Regions from separate parts of the Mus musculus genome. Here region 1 is linked to region 2. Evidence: chromatin contacts called from public capture Hi-C data. All regions are on one chromosome and are shown on one strand. Each heading gives the region's core, a stretch centred on a gene start, on an enhancer-like site or on the middle of the called end of the contact. The rest is flanking DNA. Distances are from core to core; before and after follow the strand shown.

Region 1 (7,339 bases), core at 518-3,017, 530 kb before region 2:
GGGATTAATTACTTCTCAGGAAAATGTCATTTTTGTTTAAAAAAAAAAAGATTAACTTCTTGGCAGCATGAAAAGGAAGATACTGCCATTAAAAGCAATTCCTAAAAATTAAAACATACCTTCTTAATATACTTTTCTTTCCTACAATCAAGAATCATTGGATTTCTCAGTGAAAGTGCCTAGAGGGATCACATATAATGCATGTGTGTGTAGCCAGTATAAGAAATTATCTTCCCGCTGGGCGTGGTGGCGCACGCCTTTAATCCCAGCACTTGGGAGTCAGAGGCAGGCGGATTTCTGAGTTCGAGGTCAGCCTGGTCTACAGAGTGAGTTCCAGGGCAGCCAGGGCTATACAGAGAAACCCTGTCTCGAAAAACAAAAAACAAACAAACAAACAAAAAAAGAAATGATCTTCCCAAGGCCGTCACTCATGCTTAAAATCTTGTGGTAAAATATTTATACCAAAAATTCCATCACTTTTATCATGTTTTTAGTGTACAGGTCAGTGATATTTAATATATACCCAGTTGTGCAACGGTCCCAGCCTTCCATCTGTATATCTCTCCTCACTAGAACTGAAACTAGAACTGAAACTCTGAACCCGTTAAGCAATAACTCTTTTCCCTCCCCCCCAGTGCCCCCCAGAATCACAATCTACTGCTATAGAAATGCAGCTGAGTCCCCTGCTGACGTTTTAAAGGTTGAAAGGAATGTTTTTTTATATAACGTTTATTAAGGAAAACAGAAATAGGAATGGTTTATAGAGAAAGACTCTCTAGAATGGGAGAGGGTAGTGAGGTGGAAGAAAGGCATCCACACAGGAGGCTCAGGAAGCTTTATAGTAGCCACCTCTCCTAGGTCTGTGTCTCACTGGGATTTTTCTACTGCTTGTTCTGCTTCTTTCTGCAAGAAGCCCAGCGACTCACTGCAATGAACATTTGCCAGTAAAGATGTGATACACTACAGCTTCCATGATTCATTCTCTCTCTCTCTCTCTCTCTCTCTCTCTCTCTCTCTCTCTCTCTCTCTCTCTCTCTCTCTCTCTCTCTCCCCTGCTTATTGATTGGTGGGGTGAGGTTGCAAGAGTGGAGGGCAGATACAAAGGGATAAGGAAATGAATGGGATTAGAGTACAAGATGTGTGGGTTCCCAGGGAATCAATAAAAAGGAAGAGAAAAGAAAAAAAAGGAGGATGAGGAGAACAACAACAACAACATGCAGCAGCAGCAGCGCCCAGGTGGGGAAGGGCCTCCAGTCTTTCTTAGCAACTGGCTTCTTTCATATGTTAATTTTACAGCTCTTCGTTGCTTGGACACAATGCTTTTTTGTCTCATAAATACAACCACCCTGTGTACCTCAACAGGAAGTGTTTGTCCTTTCTGGGTTTTTTCCACTTTGCATCTCATTAGGGATCAAGCATGTAGAACGGGTCAGAATTTCCTTCCTGTGTGTGCGTGCGTCGATGTGAACGTTCAGGTGCCTGCCTCTCCTGGGCGTTCACCCCACTCAGAATAAATTCACGTGGAAAAACACAGCCTGCTCACTTGGGCCACTTCTTCCTTCTGTCCTTGGGCTGTTGTAATGTAAAATACTTTTGTAATACTTTTAGACCTCCCAACTGTGGTCAACTTGGGGAACTTAGATTAGAAAAGGAGATATTGGTGAGGAAGAGTAACAGGCTGGTGCAGGGAGCCTTTGAGGTGTGTCTAGCCCACTTCCCTATCAGCACTAGGCCAGCCCCCCAGGTCCTGTGGCTCTGCACTTATTTTTGCTTTGTTCTTTAGGCTTAACTTCTTTCTTTTCTTCCTTTCAGACACGGTGTCTCTAACTGTTGAGGTCTGCTCCTCTTAGCTTTTCTTTCCTCAGCTGAGACAACTTGTTACCTCTTCAGGATACAACACCTGCTGTTCTCTTCACTGTTTAAAGGGATTCATCTCAGCACTGATTTTGTGAACAAGAAAGGAGGGAGGGATCCACCCCTGTTCTTCTAGCTAGTCATCAGAATAAGCACAGCTGTTGGAACTCCTGGAACAGAGCTAGCAGATACGGCCACCTACCTGTACATACCTGCTTGCCTAAAGTCTCTATCATGTGATCCACCCACAAGATGCAGAAAAAGAAATAACAGATTGAAAAATCAGGCTAGCTCCTCTCCTCTAGGGACAAATGGTTATTAGTCATACAGAGCCTCCAGAAGGGAGCTGTTGGAGCTTGTTGTGTGTGTGTGTGTGTGTGTGTGTGTGTGTGTGTGTGTGTGACTCATTGAATTCAGGATCTTAAGAGCAGAGCCAGTGACCTGGGTGCACACCTTCTTTAAGTGTTGCCTTTTGCAATGTGCCACAATATGAATCTCTAAGAATTTTACTTCTAGGAGGCTTTCAAACAGAACTTTGGCAGCAGGCAGGGATTGAGCCACGAAGCTTTCAGATGCACAATGGCAGCTCTAAGTTCTGAAGCAGGCCTTTCAGTAGCAGAAAGAAAAACCAGTCACACAGCTAGCTGTACAAACAGCCACCAAACTGAAATGCTCAAGACAGCTGCTTTGGGCCTTTGGTGTGTTGAGTTCAAAATTGTTGTGATTATAAAAGAAAGAAAGAAAGAAAGAAAGAAAGAAAGAAAGAAAGAAAGAAAGAAAGAAAGAAAGAAAGGAAGGAAGGAAGGAAGGAAGGAAGAAAGAAAGAAAGAAAGAGAGAGAAAGAAAGAAAGAGATATAAGGATATGTTCTAGCTAGGTGTGGTGAGGTGTGGGGAAAGGGGATGTCTCAGTGGGCCCATGCTGAGGCATTCCTTACCCCTGAGGGACCAGCCACATGATGGTATAGTATAGAATAGAGTTTATTAAGGGCATGGGGAGGGAAGTTAAGAGGATAGTAGAGGCAGAAAAAGGGAGAGAGAGAGGGGGGGGGGAAGAGAAGAGAAGAGAAGAGAAGAGAAGAGAAGAAGAGAAGAGAAGAGAAGAGAAGAGAAGAGAAGAGAAGAGAAGAGAAGAGAAGAGAAGAGAAGAGAAGAGAGGTAGAGGCCAGCCATGACCACATGGAGGGGAGAAGAGAAGGGGGAGAGAGGGAGAGAGGGAGAGAGGGAGAGCAAGAGGACAAGAGGCCAGAGAGAGAGGCAAGAGTAAGAGTAAGAGAGAGAAGAGGGGGCAAGCAGGCCCTTTTATAGTGGGCCAGGCCATTGGGGGAGGAGCATACCTGGCTGTTGCCAGGTAACTGTGGGGGTGAAAGAAAATGAGATTTTGTATCTTGTGATTCATGTAAAAGAGTTGTCTATGAGCCCCCGACCTGGGGCCAAGAACAAAGCAGAACAGACAGGGCTGTTGTCAAGACATTCCTAAGAACAGCTTGATTGTACAAACAGGGCTATCTTGTCTGGGTCAACACCACCTGGCCGGAACCTCCCCTCTGTCTACTGCCCCTTGACCTGGGTAAAGTCATACATCAACTGGTTGCTATGTGAACAAAGATAAGCCCCCAGCCCACAGGAACAAAGTCCTGATGCCCTGTAATCTTTCTGTTAATGTTTGAATAAGCCAATAGTGTGTTGCTATGCTGAATTCCACACCCCTAAGCCCCTTACCCTATAAAAACCCCTAGCTTTTGAGCCTCGTGGTCGACATCCGTTATCTCCTGTGTGGGATGCATGTTGGTCTGGAGCTCCGTCATTAAACGTTCTCATGTAATTACATCAAGAGATGGTCCTTCATGATTTTTTGGGTGCACGCTGAAGTGGGAATTGGGTGGGGGTTTCCCCACTAGGTCTAAGAGGGGTTGAGTCCAGATGGAATACCAACAAAAATCAATTACCCATAGAAAGTGTGGGTGTCACCAAAATATCCTTCCCTTCTTCACTAGCCCTGAGAAATAATCTCACTAGCTGTCTGATACCTTTGGACTTCACATCGTTTTTCATTAAATTAAGATTTATGAATATCAATTTTATGCAATAACCAGACTTTGACAGAAAGATGACAGCCTTTGTGTCAGTGAACTTCTTGGTTTGTCCTTTATCTCTGGTACCAGGAAAATGGTTTTTCATTGTAGAGACAAGCACTAGTCTTCCTTAATAGGCAAATGTTTTCCTTTATAGTATTTTCATATTGGGGTTGTATAGTCACGTGGGTGCATATGTGTAAGTGGGTGCATATGTGTATGTCGGTACACATGTGTATGTGGGTGCATATGTGTAAGTTGGTGCATATGTGTATGTGGGTGCATATGTGTAAGTGGGTACATATGTGTATGTGGGTACATATGTGTAAGTGGGTGCATATGTGTAAGTAGGTGCATATGTGTATGCAGGTGCATATGTGGGTAGAGGGCAGAAGTCAGTCTCAGGCTGTCTTTCTTCAGGAGTCATCCACCTTGTTTTGTGAGAGAGAGTTTCTTACTGGCCCGTTAGGGGAGCCCAGCTGATCAGGAAGTTCAGCATCCTCCTGTCTCTGCCTGCCTAGTGCTAGAATCACAAAAACACTACTTGACAAGTTTGTTGTTGTGGTGGTGGTGGTGGTGGTGGTGATTTTTTAATGTAGGTTTTCATAGTAACAAGAGCTACCATTTTTGAGCCTATAATATATTCAGTATTTAACACAGAGTTATGTAATGGTTTTAACAACACCAAGAGATAACTTTTCTTCCCATTTTGTGGATGAGGAAACTGAGGCTGGACGAAATTATAAGTAACTTCCTAGGTCATAGAAACAAAGCATCAGAAGTAAGAACAGAGCTAGGGCTCCTTGTATCACAGCTAGGTTGGAAGTCTGAATTTCTTGGAATGCCCTTCTGTGACTGACAGGACACAAGTAACTGGCCTTAGAAAACTGATTTATCAACGAAGCAACAATCTTTCTAGCAAGTTTCAGTCTGTTTCCATCTTCTTACCATTATGTCTTAAGCAGACATTTATCCTTCAAGTATAATGGAAGAATCTTTAATAACACTGTACTATTTAAGTATCTTTCCCCCATCAGTGGCTCATCTTCAGCATCAGGGTAAGACGTACGTATTTGAGTTACTATTACTATGGTCTTGGCCTATTGCTGTAACCAAATTATCTCTACTCAAATTGCCCTGGTGATGGCTGTACATGCTCCTTCCTACCCACCCCACACACGGCCTTATTTTTAATATGCCTTAAACAGCTCAATGGCTGAGCCCCTTCCAAATCTCCACACTGCTGATGTACTTTCTGAGAATCCCAACTCATCATTTACTAAACCCATATTCCATCTTGGCTGCCCCGGACCCAGGCGTGCAGCTCTCCTGGGCTATGATCTCTGACTCTTACATGATGATGAAAGAGTAATAAACTCAATGCTCCAAGGTATGCTAATCATAAAGCAGATAGTGACATTCCTTCCTCCACCCACCCGCTTCCTGGGTTCAAAGAGTGTTCATTCAAAGAAAGTCACCCTGACCCACCCTGACCACTACTGGAACCCACTATGCAAAGGTGCTATTGCTAGGGGCTCTTAGATTGTTAGGGACTCTTAGAAACTGTCTTGAGAGATAACCTGACACTTGTGACTTTGTACTTCCTTGTGACTCTTAACTGGTATTTTTGGTATTTTCCAACAACGCCCTTCCCACCTCCTTGAGTTGTGGTTCCTTCCTTTAAATACCCCCTTACTCAGCTACTCGGGGCGCCACAGTCCTCTACCCCTGTGTGGTGTATGACCGTGGGCCCGAGAGCGCTCTTGAATAAAAATCCTCTTGCAATTTGCAGCAAATCCGTTTCTCGTTGGTGATTTTGGGGTGTCGCCTCTCCTGAGTCAGAACGTGGGGGAGTCCTCACGTTGTGGGTCTTTCAATGACTGTACCCCTCAGGCCTGGCATGGCGACTCTCTCCTTTCTCCTTCCTCCTTCCTAGTCCCTTGCCTGGGAATACTAAAGTTCCGCCTCTGTCTCATGGCCCAGCCATTGGCTGCTGGCAACTTTATTTACCAATCAAAACTAATTGGGGTCAGGGATCCTCAGTGTCTTACATGAAGATTTTTGTGCAATTTTGGGGACCCAATTAACATAATATAAGCGTTAGACCAACTCCACAACATTGGCCCTTAAAGAGATAGCAAGATTGAAAATAAATTTAAAGCATTTATATTGCCTTAAATTTCCATAGAAGAAGGTTCTTTATCATATGTTTGAATATGCTCATAAAGTATATTAGGTAAGTATTTACGATGGCTCTCTTAATAAAGTTAGTTATAATACAATATCAAACAGTGTCACATTATTTTATATATGCAGTGACATATAGGACTTGGGTTAAATTCACCACATTTAGCCAAAATTTGAATTATAAGCCTGAAAGTTCTTTGCAAATCTCCCTGCAAGCCAGTTTTCTTGATTGATATAAATTCACATTGGCTAACATTAACATTTACAAAAAAAAAAAAAAAAAAGAGCATTGACTATGGAATGCTGAACTAGTTATCTCCTAGTTCGGGGGTTATTAATCATGGCCAACAGTCCAAATGTGGCTCATGCACATTTCTGTAAACAGAATGATATTGGCTCACAGCTGTCTTATTCGCTTGTCTCACCTGTATTGCTCTTTTCATGCTACAACGGCCGAGCAGCTTAGCTGGTAATAGAAGCTTTATGACCCACATGGCCAAAGACATTTATTATCTGTCCTGTGCAGAGAGAGACACTGCTGGTCCTTGACTTAGTCCAACTTTGTTAGCATAGAGATGAGTGAGCACGGCTGGAGCCTTCACCAGTACTTCCATGGCCCTCAAGTTCTGTGCTTTGCTGATGCATGGACATACGCTTTAACCCAAACCCATCATCTGTGTGCCTTCCCCATCGCAAGGCGAGCACATGCTTGCTTCACATATTGTTGGAATCTCCTTTTAACATAACCATATGTTACTGGTACTTTTTTAGCATAGAGTCTTTGATGTTAACTGAGCTAATTTTCTCAGCTCATATTCTGTTCTCAAAGACCTTTTCAAAAGCTGTTAGTATCGAAACTTGTTTGTAATATATTGGCCATTGAGATATTTTTAAATATTGCAAATTTTACATTTCATGGCAAGAGGCTCCAAATCTAGGGAAAACCTTTAAATAAAAGACTGAGTGTTAGTCTCCTCCTGGCTGCCTTCAGATCAAGGTGCAGAACTCTTGGCATCTCCAGCACCATGTCTGCATGCATGCTGCCATGCTTCCTGCCATGATAATGGACTGAACCTCTGAACCTGTAAGCCAGCCCCAATTAAATGTTGTCCTTATAAAAAAAAATACAGTATTACATAAATAAATTAGGAGATCAATTCAAAATACTTGTGTAGCATGTCCAATTACTTCCTTTATTGTGGCTTAGGTATAAAAAATGACCAGA
Region 2 (6,431 bases), core at 756-3,255:
CATGCCATGATAGTGTTTTTAAAGTTCAGACTTACAGGACTTATTATTCCCTCCTCAGAAACTAATCCAGAAACTGAGATGTGCTGTCATTGGGCCGGCTTGCTCTGAACTGCAGGTCTCCTCTGTAGTTGGTCTCAGATCCTAATCTAAACATGACTCTGTGTACAAAAATAGAACTAAAGCAGATGATATTATATATGTACCTCAGTCAACAAGTGTCATCCATAATTAGGGGTGTAGTCAATCAGAATGCTTCTCCTGGGCTTTTCTCTGGGCCTGGGTTGAAATGCATGATGTAGACCTCTCATCCCCCTGTGCAGCTCAATATGGATTTGGAGTCTACTGATACCAACATGTTTGGTGAGTTTGTTTTCTATTAGAGATTTGACACATTGACTTAAAAATGGTTTATTTGGCTGTATCCTTTGAAAGTCTCCTTGAGAAGTTAATTATTCATCTGACAGATTTTTAATATCACTCTAGTCTGACAACTTAAATTACTGTGGTGTTTATGATAAGAGTTATTACTGATTTCCTACAGAAACCTCTAAGCCTGGATGATACAGCGCTTTGAATAACAAAGGATTATTATTATTTCTGCATATAAAAGACATCAGTACAAATAAGTCTCCAGTTGCTAATTCCCAAGATCAGGGTGCTATAGTCACAAAATACTGAAATATTGGTTTATATTAAACAACAGAAAGGACACTGTGTATTAAAACTCTATGTTAAGTCAAATATTCTGGTACATCTTTTGCAAATCCCAGTGAACTACATGATCATAGAAACGTGATGTTTGGGCCCCACTCCGTGATCTGTATGATGATCTGTAGATGTGGGTTGGAGGCTAGATGGCAGTAGTATACCATACTGTCTGTTGTCATGTCTAGGTGAAGATACCTTCCATGAATATTTTCTTTGTCCTCAGCCTAATTCCCAGGGGGAAATGTTCCCTATACCTATTTTAAGCTCACTATTTCCTCTAGTTTTCTTCCATGCCCTTCTCTGGCTGAGCACCATATTTTGAAAGTCAACTCTATTCCCATCCTTCTTGGCATGAGAGACAGACCTTAGTTTCTTAGTTTATGGCAGGCTGTCTTAGTCATTGTTTTATTGCAATAAAGACACCATGTTTCCAGCAACTTTTTAAAGGAGAAAACATTTAACTGGGAGCTTGATTACAGTTTCAGAGGCCAGTGACTTACTTCCTCCAACAAGGCAATACCTCCTAATCCTTCTAATCCTATCAAATAGTTCTACTTCTGGTGACTAAGCATTTAAATATATGAGTATATAGGGGCTATTCTTATTCAAGCTATTGTATTCTACTCCCTGGCTTCTAAAGACTTATAGCCACATCACAATGCAAAATGCATTTAGTCTAATTTCAAAAGTCCCCAATCTATTACAGTCTCAATGTGGTTTAAAAGTCTAAAGTTCAAAGTCTCTTCTTAGACTCTTGGTAATTTTTTACTGTAATCCCCTTTAAAAATCAAAATAAATAAACATACTTCCACCATGCAATGGCACAGAATTCTAAAGGGGGCAAAGGAGAGCACAGTGAAGAAAGCAAAGCAAAAGAAGACCAAAAACCAGCCAGGCAAACTTCAAACCCTGCATCTCCATGTCTGATGTCAAAGCAGTCTTCAGATCTCCAACTTCTTTCAGCTGTGTTGACTACAGCACAATTTTTTTTTTTTTAAAGTTGGCTCCACATGCCTTTTGCAACTTCCCTTAACAGGTATCCCACAACTCTGACATTTCCAACATCTTGGGTCTCCAACAAAATCCAGGCTTTTTCTTCACTGCTTCACACAGTGTCCTATATGGGCTTACAGGCATGTTCCTGACACATGCCTAGCCTGACCATCTTTCTTTTAACTATTGAGAGAGATTTCACAACTCCCTTCTTGCATCTTTGACTCTAAAGCCACAAGCATGTGGCCAAAGCTGCCAAGCTCTGTGCTTCAGGGGAGTGGAACTTGGCCCCCTCTTCAATTACATCTGCATCCTCATTCTGTTGTTAATGGTTTCCTTCACCACTTAAGCTTTCCTTTAAATCCTTTTCACAAATTGTAAACTGGGTTGGGTCTTGCCCTGAGACAGCACTCACTCCCTCATTCCATTTAGCACCAGGATTTTCTTTAAACATTTTATCCTCTTGAGCATTGGACCTGGAACCATTACACTTCCAGTTGCTCCTTTTCTTCCAAAACTGTACATTTTATGTTTCTCCTTACCCCACTTGTTCCTTTTCTTTATAGATCTACCCAACAGTGTCTGCTGATAACCACACAATAATAACACTTCACTACTGTGTTGTCTTGAAATCTCCTCTGCCAACACTGTTAATTTGAAAGTCCCAGGCAAACTTTTAGAACAAGGTTTTAAAAAAGCAGCCCGATTCTTTGCCAAAATATCAGAAGAATATTCTTTAGCCCGTTTACTAATATTGTTCCCCTCAGAAACCTCTTGATTTGGGCCCCTACAGTTCAAATCACTCAGCACTATCTTTATATGCTTGCTAAGATGGGCAATTAAGCCCTGCTTAAAACATACAAAAGGCTTTCGACTTGAAAGTCCTAAAGTCTTCTATATTCTTTCTGCAAAAGGCACAGTCTGGTCTAACACAGAAATAAACACCACTCCCTGATAACAACTTCTGTTTTAATCACTGTTATATTTCTGTGAAGAGACACCATGAACAGGCCAACTCTTTTTTGTTGTTGTTGTTGTTTTTTTTGTTGTTGGGAGGGGGTGGTTCAAGACAGGGTTTGTGTAGCCCTGGCTGTCCTGGAACTCACTCTGTAGACCAGGCTGGCCTCAAACTCAGAAATCTGCCTGCCTCTGCCTCCCAAGTGCTGGGATTAAAGGCATGCGCCACCACTGCCTGGTTTAAATAGGCCAACTCTTATAAGAGAAAGCATTTAATTTGGGGCTTTCTTACAGTTTTCAGAGGCATAGTCCATTATCATTGTGGTTGGAAGCATGGCAGCAGGCATGGCTACATCCTGATGTGCAGGCAGAGAATGAGACTGAGTCTGGCATGGGCTTTTGGAAAGCCCACCCCCAGTGGCATACTTCCTCCAGCAAAGCCATGCCTCCTAATTCTTCTAATCCTATCAATCATTTCCACACCCAGGTGACTAAGCATTTAAATAAATGAGCCTCTGGGGACCATTTTTCTTCAAACCACTGCACTGTTTTTATTATTATTATTATTATTATTATTTTTTTTTTTTTTTGGTTTTTCGACACAGGGTTTCTCTGTATAGCCCTGGCTGTCCTGGAACTCACTCTGTAGACCAGGCTGGCCTCGAACTCAGAAATCCGCCTGCCTCTGCCTCCCAAGTGCTGGGATTAAAGGCGTGCGCCACCACGCCCGGCTGTTTTTATTATTTTATTTCATCCTGTCCTCGTGTTTCATATAAATGTGTCTTTATGGTGTATGTATATGCATATGTGTATATGTGTGTGTGTATGGTATATGTGCATGTTTGTATTGTGCAGGTATGTGAATACCTTGTTCTATCTCTTTGCCCTTTTCCTTCCTTCCTTCCTTCCTTCCTTCCTTCCTTCCTTCCTTCCTTCCTTCCTTCCTTCCTCCCTCCCTCCCTCCCTCCCTCCCTCCCTTCCTTCTTCCTTCCTTTCTTCTTCTTCTTTTTTTCATAGATAAAGCTGCATTTTATTTTTTATTTGAGGTTGGACCTTTCATATTCCAGGTCAGCCTTGAATTCAAGACCTTGCCTCCACCTCCCAAGTCCTTGGGTAGCAGGTGTGCTTTCCTTCCAGCAGGCTCCATTATCCACAATTTATTATACTCAGATGTCAGAAAAGCCTTAAGCTCAGCCAAGGTCTTTATTCAAGAACTGAAGGAGTCTGGGATGAGGGAGGATGTTTACACAAAACAGCACTGGTCCTGAGATACACAATAGTTAGGGCCAAGGACCAGAAACTACTGATCCCTTATAGAGGGGAGGCTTCAGACTTGATCTGTGTCTAAACAGGTCTCAGGTCTCATTTCTTAGTCAACATTTCTTCATCCCTTCAGAAGTTCCAGGAAACAGCTTGATAACCACTGATGGGTTGTCTTGTCTCTTCTAGTTCCAGCATCTTGGTTTCCTAGGCTAAACAAGAAAACAGCAAAATGGCCTTTTCGTCTTGATTCTTCTCAAGATGTATTTTTGAGACTAGGGAATAATTCTAAGCTGGGATGTAGATAAGACATGTTCCAAAAGGGCTCAGGGAACCCTTCCACTTTGTGGGGCCCTTCACCTGGAAAAGCCCGGAACAAGCCCTGGTTTGTGATGGCGGTAAGACACAGGGAAGGTGAGGGCCATGGCCCCATTAGTTTCTTGAGACTTGTCTCTCACTGATCTTACTAGTGCTGCACTAGTGGTCAGAAAGCTTCAGACACCTTCCTGTCTCTAACCCCACAGCACTGCAATTACAGGCATGAGCAGGACCATACCTGACATTTTATATGGCTCTTAGGGATTCAAACTTGTCTGTGCAGCACCAAGACATCTCCATGGTCCGTCCCATCACTCGGTTTCTATCCTTTAATGTATCTTTTGTAAGAATGATAAGCATTGTTCCTTAATCTCAGACATTGAAACTTAGCCTGTGCTTGGCGTTTTCTCTGTGTGAAATGGGGGGTGGGAGTGGGGGTGGGGTGGGGGACAGGCAATCCGTGGAGGATCAAGCAAAGAGAACACATGATCTGACTTATATTTGAGTGGGATCCCTCTGGCTGCTAGGTCAAAGCTAGCCTGGGCATCTCCCCCCCCCCCAAAAAAAAACCCCACAGGCAGACAAACCTGCCCTCCCAGCACTAATGAGCTCTTTGTGCTGCACCTCACATGCATCCTGTTTATTTTAAAGCCCAAATTTAAAAAAAAAAAAAAACAAAGATTGTATCTAATTGTTTGTTGTGTCTTGTATTACTCTTTGTTAGATTGAGCCTGTTGGATCTGGCATGTATAATCACAGGATAGTCAGTACGAGGGGGCTGGATTATCTAAGGAATGTTGAAGGGCCAGTGTAAGAGGACACATTGCAGGCAGACTCCCCTGCCACCTCTTCTAAAGTACGTCACAACTTGTATAACTTTTGGAAGAAGACTTTTAGCCCTTACAGAAGGCATAGCCATGAGACGGAGGCATCATCAAGAGTTATTATGTTTCAGTAGTCCATGTGTGTCTGCTGCCTGCTTCCAGTGCTTTGAGTGGCACTGATGCTCCTGTGCCTGAGCACTGCGCTCAATAAAGTTCTGTGAGTTAGAATTACAACTTTAGTATGGAGAGTGTTTGAAATTCACCACCTCCCATCTTTATGCAACTTTACCAAGTATTTTTATATGTACCTTGGTGTTATTTATAACAGAAACATGAACACTAAAATATATATATTATGTTTCTTATAAAGGGAAAAAAATCAAAGGTTTCAGGCAATTTTGTGAACAGTTTCTCGTGGTAATGCAAGCACTACTAACCCATTTCTTTTAAAAATTGTTGTAAGCTGTGAGAGTAACACATCTGAAAGATTTTAGACTTCTTAAACATTTTATACCCCCACTGAGCCCTCCAGGGACACATTGGCACAGTGTATTTTAATTAATGCTAAGGTTGTTAGTAGGTAGAAACTGGCACTTGGATATTCATTCTATCCCCGCTCCTGGCCCACTGTTCTAACAGCTTGGGACATACACTGTTATGTATATATCTATCTCTTAACTTTAGATTCGCCCAAAAGACTACTGATTCTTTTCAGTCTTCACTTTTATTCCCTCATTGCAAACTGTTTCCAAGTCTTTGTGTTCTTTAAAAATAGAATCCTGACTTATGCTTCCTTTCCATGTCACTAACGTCCATTCATTCCGAGTGTGACTGTAGGGCCTGAGGAAGCCTGAGACTGCCTTTTGCATGCTGGAGGCCAGGAGTCATGGGGAAAAGGGGGAGGCAGGGAGCATCTACAGTCTTCTGCCCTCTGAGACCACCCTCCAGTAGGCAGAACTAGTAGGAGCCAAAGGATACAGGATGTTTGCTTTTGAGACAAGGTCTTACTGTGCAGAGTAGGCTGGTCTTTTTATATATAATTTTGACATTATAATATAATTAATCACTTCTCTTCTCTGGGCTATGGCTCTTACAGTCTTTCTATTCTCTCTTCATCAATGACCTCTGAGCCATAGGAGCAGGCATTATATATAGATGTAACATTTAGGAGTAGGCCTCCACAACCTGCTCTTTATCTGTTGCAGAGAAGTGACCTTGATGATGGCTGAAAGCTGTACTTATCGGTGGGTATAAGGAGTTAGCCTGGTCTGGAATTCATGATCTTCCTATCTTCGACTCCCAGGTAGTTGGAATTACAGGCTTGTTCCACCAGACCTACCTTAGATTTTCTGATTAGTATATACTAATCGT

What was found. Capture Hi-C pulls out chosen DNA fragments and counts their contacts.
Region 1: a capture Hi-C map of embryonic stem cells shows a contact between it and region 2, with 2.5 times the contacts expected there. The contact joins two enhancer-like sites. A contact is called at or near these places in 1 of 115 datasets of contacts at active chromatin or transcription factors (embryonic stem cells) and 1 of 9 other capture datasets (embryonic stem cells).

What each region holds. Positions count from the first base shown.
Region 1 is chr1:54,579,664-54,587,002 of GRCm38.p6, reverse strand. No RefSeq gene overlaps it. Among named protein-coding and RNA genes, the nearest start is that of Pgap1, 26 kb to the right of the region's middle. Within about 2 kb of position 1,767, at least 146 of the 459 cell types and tissues checked have an H3K27ac peak or open chromatin away from gene starts, as enhancers often do. A contact at or near this core is called in embryonic stem cells, where this site is marked.
Region 2 is chr1:54,048,580-54,055,010 of GRCm38.p6, reverse strand. All of the region lies in intron 1 of Hecw2 (HECT, C2 and WW domain containing E3 ubiquitin protein ligase 2), which reads left to right. Among named protein-coding and RNA genes, the nearest start is that of Hecw2, 140 kb to the left of the region's middle. Within about 2 kb of position 2,005, at least 5 of the 459 cell types and tissues checked have an H3K27ac peak or open chromatin away from gene starts, as enhancers often do. A contact at or near this core is called in embryonic stem cells, where this site is marked.